Regions from separate parts of the Zea mays genome. Here region 2 is linked to region 1. Evidence: chromatin contacts called from public Hi-C data. All regions are on one chromosome and are shown on one strand. The core of a region is the stretch at or near the end of the contact, and the rest is flanking DNA. Distances in the headings are between cores, read along the strand shown. Region 1 holds the start of LOC100193648 (Lysophospholipid acyltransferase LPEAT1). Region 2 has its middle 16 kb from the start of LOC100272608.

The links. A called contact is a pair of places that touch in the nucleus more often than the background predicts.
Region 2: a contact with region 1 is called in a Hi-C map of bundle sheath, with 2.7 times the contacts expected there. The contact joins the enhancer-like site here to the promoter of LOC100193648 in region 1. A contact is called at or near these places in 2 of 25 Hi-C or Micro-C datasets (bundle sheath and tassel).

What each region holds. Positions count from the first base shown.
Region 1 is chr3:55,670,975-55,678,285 of Zm-B73-REFERENCE-NAM-5.0, forward strand. LOC100193648 (Lysophospholipid acyltransferase LPEAT1) reads right to left here and starts at 4,292. Exons shown (of 8, transcript NM_001138744.1): 1 at 3,758-4,292; 2 at 3,087-3,206; 3 at 2,948-2,985; 4 at 2,721-2,785. The coding sequence starts at 4,207.
Region 2 is chr3:56,295,015-56,302,325 of Zm-B73-REFERENCE-NAM-5.0, forward strand. No RefSeq gene overlaps it. Among protein-coding and RNA genes, the nearest start is that of LOC100272608, 16 kb to the right of the region's middle. Within about 2 kb of position 4,422, at least 19 of the 20 cell types and tissues checked have an H3K27ac peak or open chromatin away from gene starts, as enhancers often do. A contact at or near this core is called in bundle sheath and tassel, where this site is marked.

The DNA of each region.
Region 1 (7,311 bases), core at 3,042-5,541:
CTGCATTCTACTTCACTTACAGCATCCATGGCTACGCCAGCTGCTGAGACGATGTGGCTGAGGTAGGAGGCGGATGGGGCATCGAAGGAGCACTTAGAGCGCTTTAGCACCAGCAAGTTGGCCTTCAGCGTGGTGAAGACAGCACAGAGATGGTGGAGATGCTCAGACTAGGAGGCGGTGTAGATTAGGATGTCGTTGAAGAAGACGAGCATGAAGCGGCGAAGAAAAGGGCGTAGCACCATGTTCATGAGTGCTTGGAACATTGGTGGGGCATTGGACAAGCCGAATGGCATGACCAGGAACTCGTACAGGCCCTCATGAGTCCGGAACGCGGTCTTGTGGATGTCTTTGATCGCCATATGGACCTAGTGGTAGCAAGAACGAAAGTCGAGCTTGGTGAATATCTTTGCCCCAAGGAGTTCGTCGACCATGGGGATGGGGAAGGAGTCTTTGATGGTGCGCACGTTGAGGGTGTGATAGTCGACACAGAAGCGCTAGGACCCATCAGACTTCTTCACCAATAACATAGATGAGAACACTGAAGTGCTGCTGCGGATGAGGCCTTGTTGCCTCATGTCGCGGCATTGGAATTCCAGCTCATCCTTCTGAAGCACCGGATAGCGATAGGGTCGAACGGCGACTGGTGTTGTGTTCGACCGGGAGGGTGGATCCGGTGGTCGCAGTCTCTGGTTGGGGGCAGGTCGCGTGGCTCGCGGAACAACTCGACGAAGGTTGTCAGTAGTGCGTCGAGGACGTCCTCGCCCGTTGTTGCCAGCAGTTGTGGGGGTGGGGCCCTGCCAACCCGTGCCAGTCCACCTATCGCCTGTCATGCCAGAACACCATGGAGAGCTTTGTGGTCCCAAAGGATGGGTCCTAGCGTTGCTAACCACTGTGTGCCGAGGACCATGTCGAACCCGGCTAGGGGTAGGACGATGAGGTCGGCAGTGAAGGAGTTGTCGTGGATGCAGAAGGAGCCCCTACGGAAGACCCCCAGGCATGGCAATCGTTCATCGTTGGCAATTGTCACGCTCATGTGATCGCGGGGCACGAAGGGCATGCCCATTCGCTTAGCCGCATCTTCAGAGATGAAGTTGTGTGTGGAACCCGAATCGATGTGTGCGACCACCGTTATCGCGCCCAGATTCATGGGAACTTGCATCGTCTTGCTGGCCAGCACCCCGGCTATGGCATGGAGGGAGATGACAGAGTTCTCCGAATCTGGGTCGGTGGAGTCATTGTCCTCAGAGTCGCTGTCGTGGAGTTCGAGGTAGATGTGCTTGCAGACACGATTGTGCCCACACGTGTACTTTTCGTCGTAGTTGAAGCAGAGGCCCAGGCGTCGGCGTTCATCCATCTCCTCGGGGGAGAGACGGCAAACTGATCAGGCCGCCGTGGTTGGTGGACGTGGTGGTGTCGATGCTAGTGGCTCCGTTGTGGTAGACGCCAATGGTGGCAGTGGTGTCGAGAAAATTCCCCTGGTCTGCTGAGAGGGGCAGCTGCTACTTGTGGCGACCGCGAGCTCCCGCTATTCATAGGCGCGGGCCAAGTTCATGGCCACCGCCAATGCCATTGGGTTCTGCAACTGCACATCAATGGACAGCGGCTCCTGCAGGCCCATGGTAAACAGCTGGATCTGTTGATCCATGCTCAATGGCCCTGCGCGTGGCAACAACTCGAGGAAGCGTTCCGTATGGTCAGAGATGGTTCTCGTGCGACGGCAATAGGCCAATACTCCCAACAGGCAAGAGCGTAGGGGCAGCCCAAAGCGTAGGTTAAGGAGTTCGGGGAAGCGGCGCCAAGAAGGCGTGCCTTCTTCCTGTTGGAGCTACATTTACCATTGCTGCGCTGATTGCTCCAGGTGGTAGGAGGCCATCCATACCTATTCTTCTAGAATGACCTACTATTGGAAGAAGGACTCGCACTTGTTGGTGAAGACGAGGGGATCCGTCTTGCCGTCATACCAAGGGAAGTCCAGGTGATGGAGCTTGGGTGGGCGATCTTCCGGTCTGATGTTTTTGCCGCCGGCTCCCCTAAGGTTGTCGTTCGTGTGCGGGATGATCTCCTGTTAGCGAAGATCCAATCTGGCGATGGCGGCTTGGTGCTCTTGCTGTTGTCGCTCCAAGCGTTGGATGGACGTCTGCATGGTGTCCATGGCCACCAGCTTTTGGTTAATGGCTTCGAGTGCGCGGGCGACGGGGTCGATGTTGTCTGCGGAGGACATGGTGGATGTGGGTGGCTGGTTAACCTGGTCTTTGGATACCAAGGTGTTACGACCCCTGCAATGGGGAGGTAACGGGGTTGGATTTGGAGCCATCCCTTGGCTACGCAGGAAGGGGCGGTCGCGGCTGGGAGCCGGCGATCTATGGTGTCAGCAGGGGGAAGACTAGAGCAGCAGGAGAGGTATGGGTTAAACTTCTTTCTTACTTTATTCCTCTAATCTAATTACATTAAATAGTTCCCTTGGAGATTTGCAGCTAAGCCTTATCCCTAGACTCTCTCAATTAACTCAATCTATCTCTTACCCTAAACTTTCTCAACGAACTCAATCTATCTTCTTCGATTTTCTCTCATCTGCTAACTATGGAGGGCGCTTATACACTGCGCCCCACATAACAATATTAAGTAACTTTCGTTTGGCACGAGAAAACTAGCATAATACATACCTGAGAAAAATAGCACAAGTATAACTATTACCAGGAAGGAATATAGTCAATATATACCTGAGACACCTTTAGCTTCTGAAGACTTTGATTCTCGTTGAACAAAAATGCATCCAAGACAATTGCTGCATTACACCAGAAAAGAAAAGTAAAGTTGGTTTCAATATAATGTACATATAAAATAGGAAGATACAAATGAAACTAGTTGTTCATCTTCTGGCAGAATACATATATGAATAAGACACTACCGAAAATTAGGAAAATACTAATGAGCAAGAAAAAGGTACCTTATGAGACCAATAAGTGGCAACCTGGACACTGACTCCTATAATAAGGATGTGTTTAAGCATTGATAGGGCACATACAAAACTAGAATATATTGATTTGTAAAGTGTGAACAAGTTATTAGGAACAACAAATAAGTACCTTAGCAACAAAACTTGGAAAGGATGCTGACATGTGATAAAGAATATCCACATAAGAGACATGATTAGATACAATTGCCCCTGGCCTTTGTGATTCTTCAAATTGGTCCTGATTTAAACCCTGATAAAATGTAAACCAAGATGGCAAGGAAACCAGGGTACAAAATTTATAGTTCAGTCGCATGGGCAGAACCACAGTAATCTGTGAAAGTAATATGATGCATTATGTGCAAAATAAATCACTGCCATTACTGAAGTACAATCCAAATCCGTTGAGTGTTGTAAGGGACCAAACGTCTCTATTGCTAGCAATCGCAAATTGAATTGAGCGCTAAGATATTTTTCTGGAAGTTGAAAGGGCAGGGGCACAGGGTATCCCCATTCATTGTCCAAAAGTGAGAATATATGTACCATCCAGATTTTAGATTCGTGACTAATACAAGCCACATAACATCAATCAAACTTATCTTCAATCTATCTGAACAAGCAAAACAAACCATTATATTATACATACGTAGTGAGTAACACTGAACTTAGTGTCGCTATCACTCTACTTCCTACAAACCATCAACCTTGGTGCTCTAGGACCAAATACAGTACTTCTGAAGCAACACAGAACCAAAACGCTGGCATTATTCAGTACAGGCAATCAGGCATGACACCGGAACTAACCTTAGCATTAGGGGACCTCCTGCGGGTCTCGCGGATCCAGTAGAACCCGAAGACGAAGAGCATCGCCCGTGAGAGCGCGCACCCCGATCGCAGCACGGCCTTCCTCCTCCACCCCGCCAACCTCGGCCGCCCCCCATCTGCATCCACGAACAGCGTGCACGCGCGGCACACCAAGTAGTAGAGCAGGAGCACGAGCATCCCCGCGACGAAGCGGAGCGGGAGGAGCACGGCGGCGGCCAGCGCCAGCCGCACCGCCTGCGCCGCGGGCAGCGGGCCGCGGCCCATGGTTCCGTACGCGTCCCGGCGCGCGTAGGGCGCGTACCTGGCGTCCAGCTGCTCCGCTGTCTCCCCCGCGGCCGTGGAGCCGTCGTCGGAGAGGAGCGGGTGCACGGCGGCGCTGGCATCGAGGCGCAAGCGCGGCGCGTCGGCGTCGGCGGTGTCGAGGGCCATTGCACACGCCGCGGGGCCGAGCGCCGGGCTGGATCGGCGCGACGAGACGGGTGGGGCGCGTGTTCTGTGACGAGGACCCTGTTTGGTCGGCGCTGGGCCGTTGCGGCCTTGCGGGGGTGATGTCTGATGAGGGGAGCTAGGAGGCGGGGGCGTGGCGTGCGATCTGGATCGGACGGTGACCGGGCCAGACAGCCGTGTGGGCTAATCTGAGATTACGAACAATATTGATGACACATCCGGACCCACCCGATGTGGTCCCCACGACGGAAGGCAATTGAAATTGCAGAGATGTCCGATAGACGATAGTCCGTGCGCGTCGCAGCCATGGAACGGACAGCGGAACAGCCCCGTTGATCTGCTACTATATAAATGCTCCCTGGTTTCCTATATTGGATGGTACGGTCGTACGGGTCGACGTCGATCGTGCCTACACACCGCCAAGTCGATCAGCGGCGTTCTCCCATGGAGTCCAGAGACGTAAAGGCCGAGCAGCGGCAGCAGCAGCCCGAGTTGCCGAAGAAGCGCAGGAGGCAAAAGCTGCTAGAGTCCGCGCAGGCGAGCGGCGGAAGCTCCATGTCGGTCGCCGAGTCTTCGCATAGTAGAACGTCGGCGCCAGCGCCACCTGCCGGCAGCGACGACGCTGGGGCCGGCGGCAATGGCCACCAGCATCAACAAGGGAAGAGGCCGAGGCTCATTTGGACAAGGAGACTGCACGACTTGTTCGTGGAAGCATACGAGAAGAGCCTTGGGGAAGGTACGGTAGCATGCTGTCTTCTTGTTGCTAATCTAATCTTGATCGAGCAACTAGCTTTTAGATATATTTAACATAACTAACTTTTAAATTAATCTAATCTAATCTTGATCCAAGGGCTGGTGTTTTCTCTGTTCGGCCATACGTGCGTAATGCTTTCTTTTAGATTAAACATAACTAAGGTCTTGATCTGGATCGATCTAGTCAAACTTTAACCAGCATTGGATTTCAACCTCTTTATTAATCAGCCTATGATCAGGCGCCTGTACCTACTTAGAGATGGCAATGGGACACGATCCCCGATTCCTCACGGGGAATTCCTCTATTAGGGGACGGGTATAAGACTAATTTAGTCCCCGCGGGGATCTAAATAAGGGAAATTTAATCCACGTCGGGTTCACGGGGACGGGGAACCATCCTCCATCCCCGTTCCTCGTGTACCCGCCCCATAAAACTTTTTTATTCAAGTTAGTCAATTTATTGGTTAGAATTATAGTAAAAACTCAATGTATGACATGTTATAAAATAGCAAACTAAACTCTAAAGTAGATGTCTCTTGTAATTTTTAATCTTGTTTGTTAAATTTGTATTAATTTGATACAATTAATTTAAATTTATCTTTAAATATTGTACTTGTAATGGGGAAAGATTCCCCGCGGGGTTCCCCACGAGGATAAATTCCCTGACGGGGATGGGGATGGGAGAAAAATCTCCCCCGTGTGCGTTCGCGGGGACGGGGACGGGGAATTTTTCTCCCCGCGGGGACGGAGATGGGGAGCCATTCCCCGACGGAGGAATCCCCGTTGCCATCCCTACACCTACTACTTTCAAGATCTGTGCGTATAGATCTGTTAGATATGTTGTTACAATTATACGTTAATAACGGGAAAAAACTGCATGTAGTCAATCATAGTCAATCTTTGACCTTTGTGTATAAGCTACAGTACTATATTTTGTCCGAATCATATCATGTATAAGCTATACCCTGTCCGGACAATGTATAGACGATGCGGTGCCCAAGAGAATATTGGAGAATATGCGGGAGAAGATGAGCCCCGCTGAAACTAGCGAAATTACCAGAGAGCAGGTTGCAAGCCACCTTCAGGTGATTATTGTTACTTATATTATCACAATACTATAAAGAAGGCGGCGTCTTTTACAGACTCAAATGAAACCAAGAACAAGAATGGCAGATTTGCACTCTTTACTGTTACTTGACAAATTCTGTTCAATCGCTGCAGAAGTATAAATTAAATCTGAGAAGCAAAGAAGCTGAACGACCGCCTGGTGGTGTACAACAACAACAAGCTTCAGCAGAAGCATCGACTTCCCAGCCTCGTCCGCGTTCCCTTCCTCCGGCCACTCCTTCGGCAGAGGTGTCTCAGGTCGCAGCGAACCTTCAGCCAGTCCCGCAGCTCTCTGGACTTCCCATCTGGGACAGACAAGCACAGCCTGCTGAAGCGATGCAACGAATCCCCGCTGATTCGAGCTGCCCTGTCGTAGAGGGCCGCAACCGTTTCGCGCATCAGCACATGGAAACGCCGCCTGCAGGTACTTATTAATTATCGAATCTTTGGCTATTAGAACTAATTTGGGAGCTCAAAAACCGGAGAAAATTTGATGGACTAAAATCTACTTATTATTTAAAATTGAATCAGGCCGGTCCTAGGGCCATGCAGCGGATGCGACCGCCGGGGGCCCACGAAAGAAAAGGGTCCAATATTTAATAGAATAGTAGGGTTCATGTTAAATTATTGTCTTACTAAATCACATAGAAGCAGAATAAACTACACACATGTCTGGCTAAAGCATCGGTTAAAGGCATCCTACACAGCTGCATAGAACTAGTCTCGTTCTTACTGTCGTCGTCGATCGCATGTCACACGCTGGTAGCTTAATTAGTTTTATCGGAATTATAATTATTAGAATGTAATTCAATTCCAATGAAATAAACGGGGCTTAAAGGAAATTAGTTTATTTTCAAATGAAAAATCAGAATTTCTTAGAAAAATGGAGTGGTCAAACTATCACTGGTCGACTTTATTTCTCAATAATTATCAGATATATTAAATTGAATATATATCAGTGTATTTGTTTATGTTTTTACAAGTAAAATTAATACATATTATTTATATATAAAAAATTATAATAAAAGGCCTATCACAATAAGCTCGTACGGGGCCCTCAAAATCATAGGACTCAGACTGAATTGAATAAGGATGAAATTTTAGCCCCTCCAATTCTCTCCGGTTCTATAGCTTCCAAACTAGTTCTTATTGGTTCCTGCTCTGGTTTAGGGTTAATATTTGGGTTAATAGTTAACATGCCACTATTATGCTATTCTTTTGTCATC
Region 2 (7,311 bases), core at 3,172-5,671, 620 kb after region 1:
CAAGTATACGCTCTTCTTTAGCTCTAGCTAGCTGTTTCTGAAGATCTTTAATTTCACGTCTTTGGGCTTCGGCCTGGGCCTTTGAGGTAGCTTCGTCCTTTTTTACCTTGTCCACCAATGTAAGCAGAATTTTATCCTTTTCTAGAGCTTCATTTCTCAGTTTAATAACTTCTGATCGTAGGTTGTTGAACGCAATTTCATAGCTCTCATCTTCGGCACTCTTTTGTGCTCTCAATGCGTTGCTTAAAATTAAACTCTATATGTAAAAAAGGTTGGTATACGAATAAAAGAATGAGTTATGAATTATAAAATTTGTAAACATTCAATTCCCATACCTTCAGGCTATTGTACGCAACACTATCCGCAAGATCCTCCTTCGTCATAGCACATAATCCAGCCTCAAGCTTCGGAAACCCCATACTTCTAGACATCTCCCGACAGACGGATAATTCTTTATTGTCTGGGAGGCAGTATAGGAAATCCTCTTCGTCAGTCCCATTGAACACTAGTGCCCCCTTCGGATATTTCAATTCTTTGGCATAGTGATTAGCTTCAAAAACTTCTTCTTCCGATAACTTTTTCCCCGAAGCATGACGCACAATATAATCGTATATTTTGGAAGTTGCTTCGGGGACAGCAGTATCAATTTCTTCGACCAAAGTAGGCTCTGACATTTTCATTTCTTCAGTTGCCCTTGCAATTTTTGCTTCTTCTGCTTCCAAAGGTACTACCTTGGTTGGTTCTGAAGGCCCAGTTCCAACTTCAGTCTGTTGTTTCGGAGCCTCAGCAACGGATACTTCAGCAAGCGCCTCAGAAGTTTCAACAGTCTTCTTTGGGGTTGTGCTTGGAAGTTTAATTGTTTCCAAAACATCTAACACATTAACCATTCTTTTTCTTTTTGGGGTCACTGTTGGCCCCTTTTAATTTTTGCTGCTTTAATTTCTTTTGAAGGACTAAAAATTTCTGATATTTTCGCTCCCTCAGTTGATGCTTTTGCTTCTTCCATCTTTTCTGTCGATGGCGCTTCGGCCAGCTCTTTGGTTTCTGGTAACAGAGTCTTTGGTCCTTCCAATTCTTTTGTTGTTGGCACTTCGGCCAGCTCTTTGGCCCCGGGCAACGGAGTTGATTCCTTAGCTTCGGGGGCTGAAGATGTTCCACTGCCGAATTCAGGCACTATGGCTAGTTCAATGTAACGTGGCCGGTGTGTGAGAACTTTCACCCTTTTTCTCTTCGGCGCTGGCTCGCTAGGAGCAGCTGAAGCAGTTTCTTTCGCAGAAACTGTACCTTTCCTTTTCTGCCCCCGCACTGGATAATGGTAGTCGGGGTACACGAACCCAATTGCATCAAAAACTCGGTTCAGTCTTTTCTTTCTTCGGCCTCCGAAGGCTGCTGACATTGCAGTATCTTCGGCCTTCGAATATGCCCCAAGCAATTCATCACTTACAGTTTCAATGCTCTTTAACCAATCATCATCTGGTTCAACGAATTTGTCTCCATACTTGAATGTATACTTCAGCCTGACTAGCCCACCTTCGTCAGTTTCTTTAACAGTCTCTTTCGGCATTTCCCAATTATCTGCAAGAGGCCATACTCTGAAGGCAATGTGTTCTTGTATCAAATCCCTTGTCCCAATAAAGGAGCAGACTACGCCGAAGGCCCGTTGGCATTCTTCGGCTGCTTCATCCATTTCTACCTTCGGTTTCCGGAGTCCGAAGCGCTGCCAGATGGGGCACATGATGACATCCTTAATATCCTCTCGAACCTTCAAATCATTTTTTACATAGAACCATTCTTTCATCCATTCTCCGGGCCATCTCTTACGAAAGGTGGGCACGGGGCAGCTTGACCCAGAGCGAGCGCTGAAGCTGTAGCAACCAAAGTTGTTATGATATTGCTCGTTACCCCAGGGTTTTGTTTCGTATAACAATTCATGAATATTGCAAAAACTTTTTGCACTTGGCTCTAGGCCTTGACTCTTCACAGCCCAGACGAAGATTCCCATTCTTATTATTGCTTCAGGGGTAAGTTGATGAAGGTAAACCTGATATATTTTCAGAACTTCTACCACGAATCTGCTTAGAGGGAATCGTAGCCCAGCTTTCAGAAAGCTTCGGAAAATAACGACTTCATCATCTCCGGGAGTCGGTACAGTTTTTTCTCCAGCATCTGCTCTTACAATAGACATATCCCAAAAATATCTCCCCCTCATGTTTTCAAGGTGATTTTGCCCGATAGTTGATTTCCCGAAGACTGAGTGGCTTGGTCGCCATGGCCGATCTTCGGAATCTTCACCCCCACTATCTGCGTCATAACTGTCACTATCACCAGTATCTTCAGATAAACCTTCTAAAATCTCCCTTGTAATCTTCTCTGTGTTCGTCTTCGCTATTGACTCAAGAAAACCCAGATGCATCTCTTCAGAAAGGCTCAGCTTCATCTCGGCAGCAACCTTCTTCTCCTCAGACATCTCTTCGGAATTCTTCCTCTCGTTTCCGAAGCTTAAAACTAAGGAGAAAACCAAATATTTGTGGGCAGAAAGCTTTTTGAGCAGGCAAAACAGATGGCAGGAGAGCGTGCCAAATAAATTATGGCGAGCCCCTATTTATAAACCCATTATGTCGGAGACTGGAGGGTCCCATTTGCCAATGACTGTTGCTATTCTAGCAAGAGGAAGGTGTTTTTCGGACCTTCGGCTCATAGCCTTCGTCCATTTCGCAATCTGAATTTATTATTCTAACAAATTAATATTGCGAGGGGCTACTGTTGGGGGCCTTCGGCTTCCGAAGGTCCTCAAAAACATGATTTAACAATGTTTCTGGAGTAAAGTACATTAACAGGTATCTTCGGACTTGGATCAGAGCCACAGTATGAAGAAGCACAAGGAACACGAAGGTTGGCGCAGAGCCGAAGCTGTGTGTAGAAGAGCTTCGGGAGAACGGCGGAAAAGGAAACCGACTTAAATATGAAAAACCAGATTAGACCTCGAAGAATTATCATAGAGTTATTGATAAACGTAAAGGGCATTAATATAATTTTGCATGGGCTGCGACCCGTGCCTATAAATAGGTGAACAGTATCCCCGTACTGTTCACGCTGATTTGGCATTGGCTTTTGCGTCACACTTGTACTTTTACCTTCTCACAAGTTGAAGGTACATTTGTAATTTGATATCATTTCTATTTTTCCATCATAATAAAATAGAAATGAATTGTCAATAGTACATAACCGTTCATGTTAACTTATATGTTTCATATGATTCCTTCTTCATTATTATATTTTATGTTTATGAAGGTATGTCCTTCATAACCTTCGTCCGAAAATCATTATATCCTTAGGGAAATAATGCTTCGAAGGGCGAAGGATATTAACATTTAACATTTTGTGTTGCCTTGTTCTTAATTCAAAGCATTTGAGAACAAGTCCCCAACAAGCACGTCACAGTGATTAATAGAGAACACTATTAGGTAAAGAAGAGTGATCAAGGGAACAACTTGCCTTAGACTTGAGATCCCAGATATTTCACCAGGTTGGTCTTCGGGTTTCTCATGACCGCATTGCTACTCGTAGCAATACATACAAATAGACAAGGAGTACATAAAAATAACATTACACCAAAACATAGAAATAAATAGCGTAAGAATATTCTACGCGCTGCTACAAGATCGTAGGTTCGAGAAATACTAAAATCAGAGTTACGGTTAAAGAGACATAATTTTTGAGAGACCTGCGTATTTTACCAATTAGAACTAGGTTTTATGCTTGCTTTTATAATTCATGTGAGAAACAAATAACTAATCAACCTTAGTATAAGTTACATCTTGGTTAGAGATCATCTTCTAGTTAATTTATAGATGGGCCAACTTAAAATACTACATATCGTAGATTTAGAAAAGTTAATCCAATGGACATAGATTAAACCAGCTAGTTATCCATTTTTCAAAACATGTTTTATGATAAAATAATGTCATAAACATGTAAGGAATATTATTATGAAGCTATCACAACTGAAACGGGTTAAATCGAAGCTAAAACGGAGAGGATAAGGATTTTATAAGCTTTTGAGTTATTTTATTTTCAAACTAAATTTCCATGTTTATTTTATCTATTTCATATCAGCTGTGGATGGCGGGTATGGATCCTATAAAGTCCAGGGTTGATTTTGTGAATAAATGGACCCATTTGTATTGGTTCATGAATGTAGATGGACTGCGAATTCATTTGAAAAAATTACGGGGTCTCTTTAGGAAAATGTACTTAGCTGATATAACAGTGTGTCGCTCAGGTTCATCGGATCGAAGATCAATGGATACACCTAGTTTGCCAAATCGGTATTGGGTTGATTTAATCACATTCGCTATTCTTCGCATAGACGGTTCAGATTGAACGACCAAACCGGTATGCCTGGGATCTAATCCCAGTCGTTGCTCGGAAGATCGATGGTTCACAGCGCTCCACCTGAATACGACACCGGTGACGACGGCAAACCCCACACCCGCGGTGCCGCCATCGCCGGAATCCTCCCACACTTGACCTCGCGCCTATACTTCGATCCGAACAGGGATTCACATAGAGGAGATAAGGGTAGACTAGGGAGATGGATACTCACCGGCTACCCACGAGGCCACGACACGACGACGGCTTCCAAGTCTAGCGTACGACGGCGGCTTCCAAGTCCAGCGTGAAATCGCGGGGACCCTAAGGTTTCCATCGCACATCGAAGGCACTCACGCGTTCGAAGTGCACCAGCGATCCCTCCTGACCGGATTTCTAAGGTTGTAGCAGTGGCATGGCCGATCCAAGGTGTGACGGCCAACTTCATCTTTCTTTGTGTTCTAGCTCCACGCGTGGGGGGTCTTGGCCAGATCCTACCTCTTCGATGCCTTGGACAAGGGGCAGCGAACTCGTTTATATGCTCACTACCCCACGAAGGTCGGTCTGTTGGAGTCGGTTTGCCAGCTGTGGAATCCCCGAGATGTGCGACAATGGTTTGTTGTGGCCCGTGGCGCTCGATCGGGGTTGTTACGGGGTCCGCGCGGGGAAGACACCCCTGGAATTCGGGGCCCACGCGATAGTGACTAGACGTGATCGCGTGAACGTGGGTGCAATAGACGGGCCGGCCCCACCCGTCCGTGATACAAGCATTACCTGAGCGCGCGCGGCATGACGACCCCACATGTTAGGTGCACATGATCGGAGTACAGGAGGCTGAGGAGCGAGTCCCGCCCGTCAGTGGCACAAGGCGGGAGGGCTGCTGGGCTCGCTTAGCGCGGGGAAGCGCATGGGCCGGCTTGGGAATTCGGCCCATCAGCCGGTAAGTCCTTCTTTCTTTTCCTTTTATTTTCTATTGCAATTTCTTCATTTCAATTTCAAATCCAAATTCACATTTGTGTTAGTCTTTTAAATCAAACTACAGTCAAAAGATCTGGCATGATGCAAAGTATTATTTATTTTGATATAATAATTGCTTTGTTTATTTTTGGTAAATACCTTTTTAATATGTTGTCCATGAAAGAATTTTTTCTCCACTCAAATATTTTGAAATTCCTCTTTTTTAGTTTATGAGAGGTTAGCATATAATCTTTACCATGGATTATTTATAGTTCAACTATTTTTAGAGTCTTTTAACTATATGGTTTATAAAGGGAACAATTACCAAATAGGAGCCTTTCTTTATTGTTCTAGGTTTCAACTTATAGTTTTGTTTTAAAGTTTGGTTTTAAGTTTTGATATACCAATTTCTTACTTATTATTATTTATTTACTTTTTAAAAAGATATAATTTATAACGAAAAAGGGTTCTATAGAAATACATTTTAATTCAAACTTTTTGGTGGAGAAAAAAACTCATATAAATCCTAAAAGAGGATGTTGGGTGTTACATAGACCACCTACAATCTCCACTAAGTGATCATCAAACTCCTGATCACAACCAAACCATCTAGGTGACGTCTATCACCAAGAGTAACAAGCACAAACTTTAATTTGACCTAACCAAGCTGAATGGGAAAGGTGGATGCACACTTGCTACTTTCAATGCACTAATGAGGTCGCTAATCTTATCATCAAAACTCAATCACCTCACTAGGCAAAGGCTTTTCCTTTCACTCCAAAAGATTTCTTTAACTGGATAAATAGACAAGAAATCTCAAATAGATGAGGTAAAGTGTTATATATATCCGCAAGGCAAGGAACCTCGTCACTCAACTTTAATAATGAACTAAGCTTGTCTGGTGCACACATACCCCTCACCGAGCGTGTCTAGTGCATGTCCCATCGACTAGTCTAGTTGTTACTGTATTGGTATCTTGTGTTATGGCAGGTGTCTCATTGGACATGCTAGTGAGTATATTGCTTTGAGGTGCATAGTTTTAGACCTCTTTGAGTGCTCGTTCGATGTCGTATCATGTGCATCAGAGAACATGTCCAGTGAGTATTCAACCTCTTACACTCATCTGCATCCTTCTTTATATGTGCTATCTGGTGCCTCACTGAACACGTCCAGTGAGGTACAACCTATCACACTCATTTGCAATGCTCTCTAGGTGCCCTGTCCAGTGCACCATACCCGATGCATACGAGGCATGTCATTTCTCTCTTTATACTAAACATGACAAGCTTGTGTTTAATGCAAACCAAACAAGTTTGGTGTAATTGCAGCACAACCAACTCATCCATTTCAAACACTTTTTGTTTTATTAAAGACATATACCAGGAGTATACAAGAAGAACATAGCAAACAAGATCATGACATGTGGGTCGATGGGATCGATTGTGATGCCCGAGGTTTCGAGCCACATGTTAGCGAGATATTCTACATGCGAGGAAGCTCTATAGATGTAAATATGGTAAAGATCCTATTAGATTATAATATAAAATTGATATCCATGTAAATATGGTAAAATCAAGATGATAAGGGTAATCTACATGTAAAGATAGAGATAAGCATCTTGGTATTTAAGGATATACTTGGATAGGGTGATCATTATCCTTATCTAGTGATCCACCTAGATATCTTCCCTGTTACCACCTCCCCTCCTTAGACTATAAAAGGAGGGGCCCCTATGCCCTAAGAGAGTAGATCATATGATCACATTATTTAGGCAATATACACTACCACACACAGGATGTAGGTATTACCTCGCATTGAGAGTCCTAACCTGCCTAAATCATCAAGTCCCCTATGCTTTATCTTCAGTTCTCGGTCTCAAGATCTATCCCATAAATTCATTGCCAAACAATCCTTGATAGATTTATTTTTTATTGTTGGGCTTCCATGTGGCTACCTAGTACTAGATTTCACAAGTGTGCAACA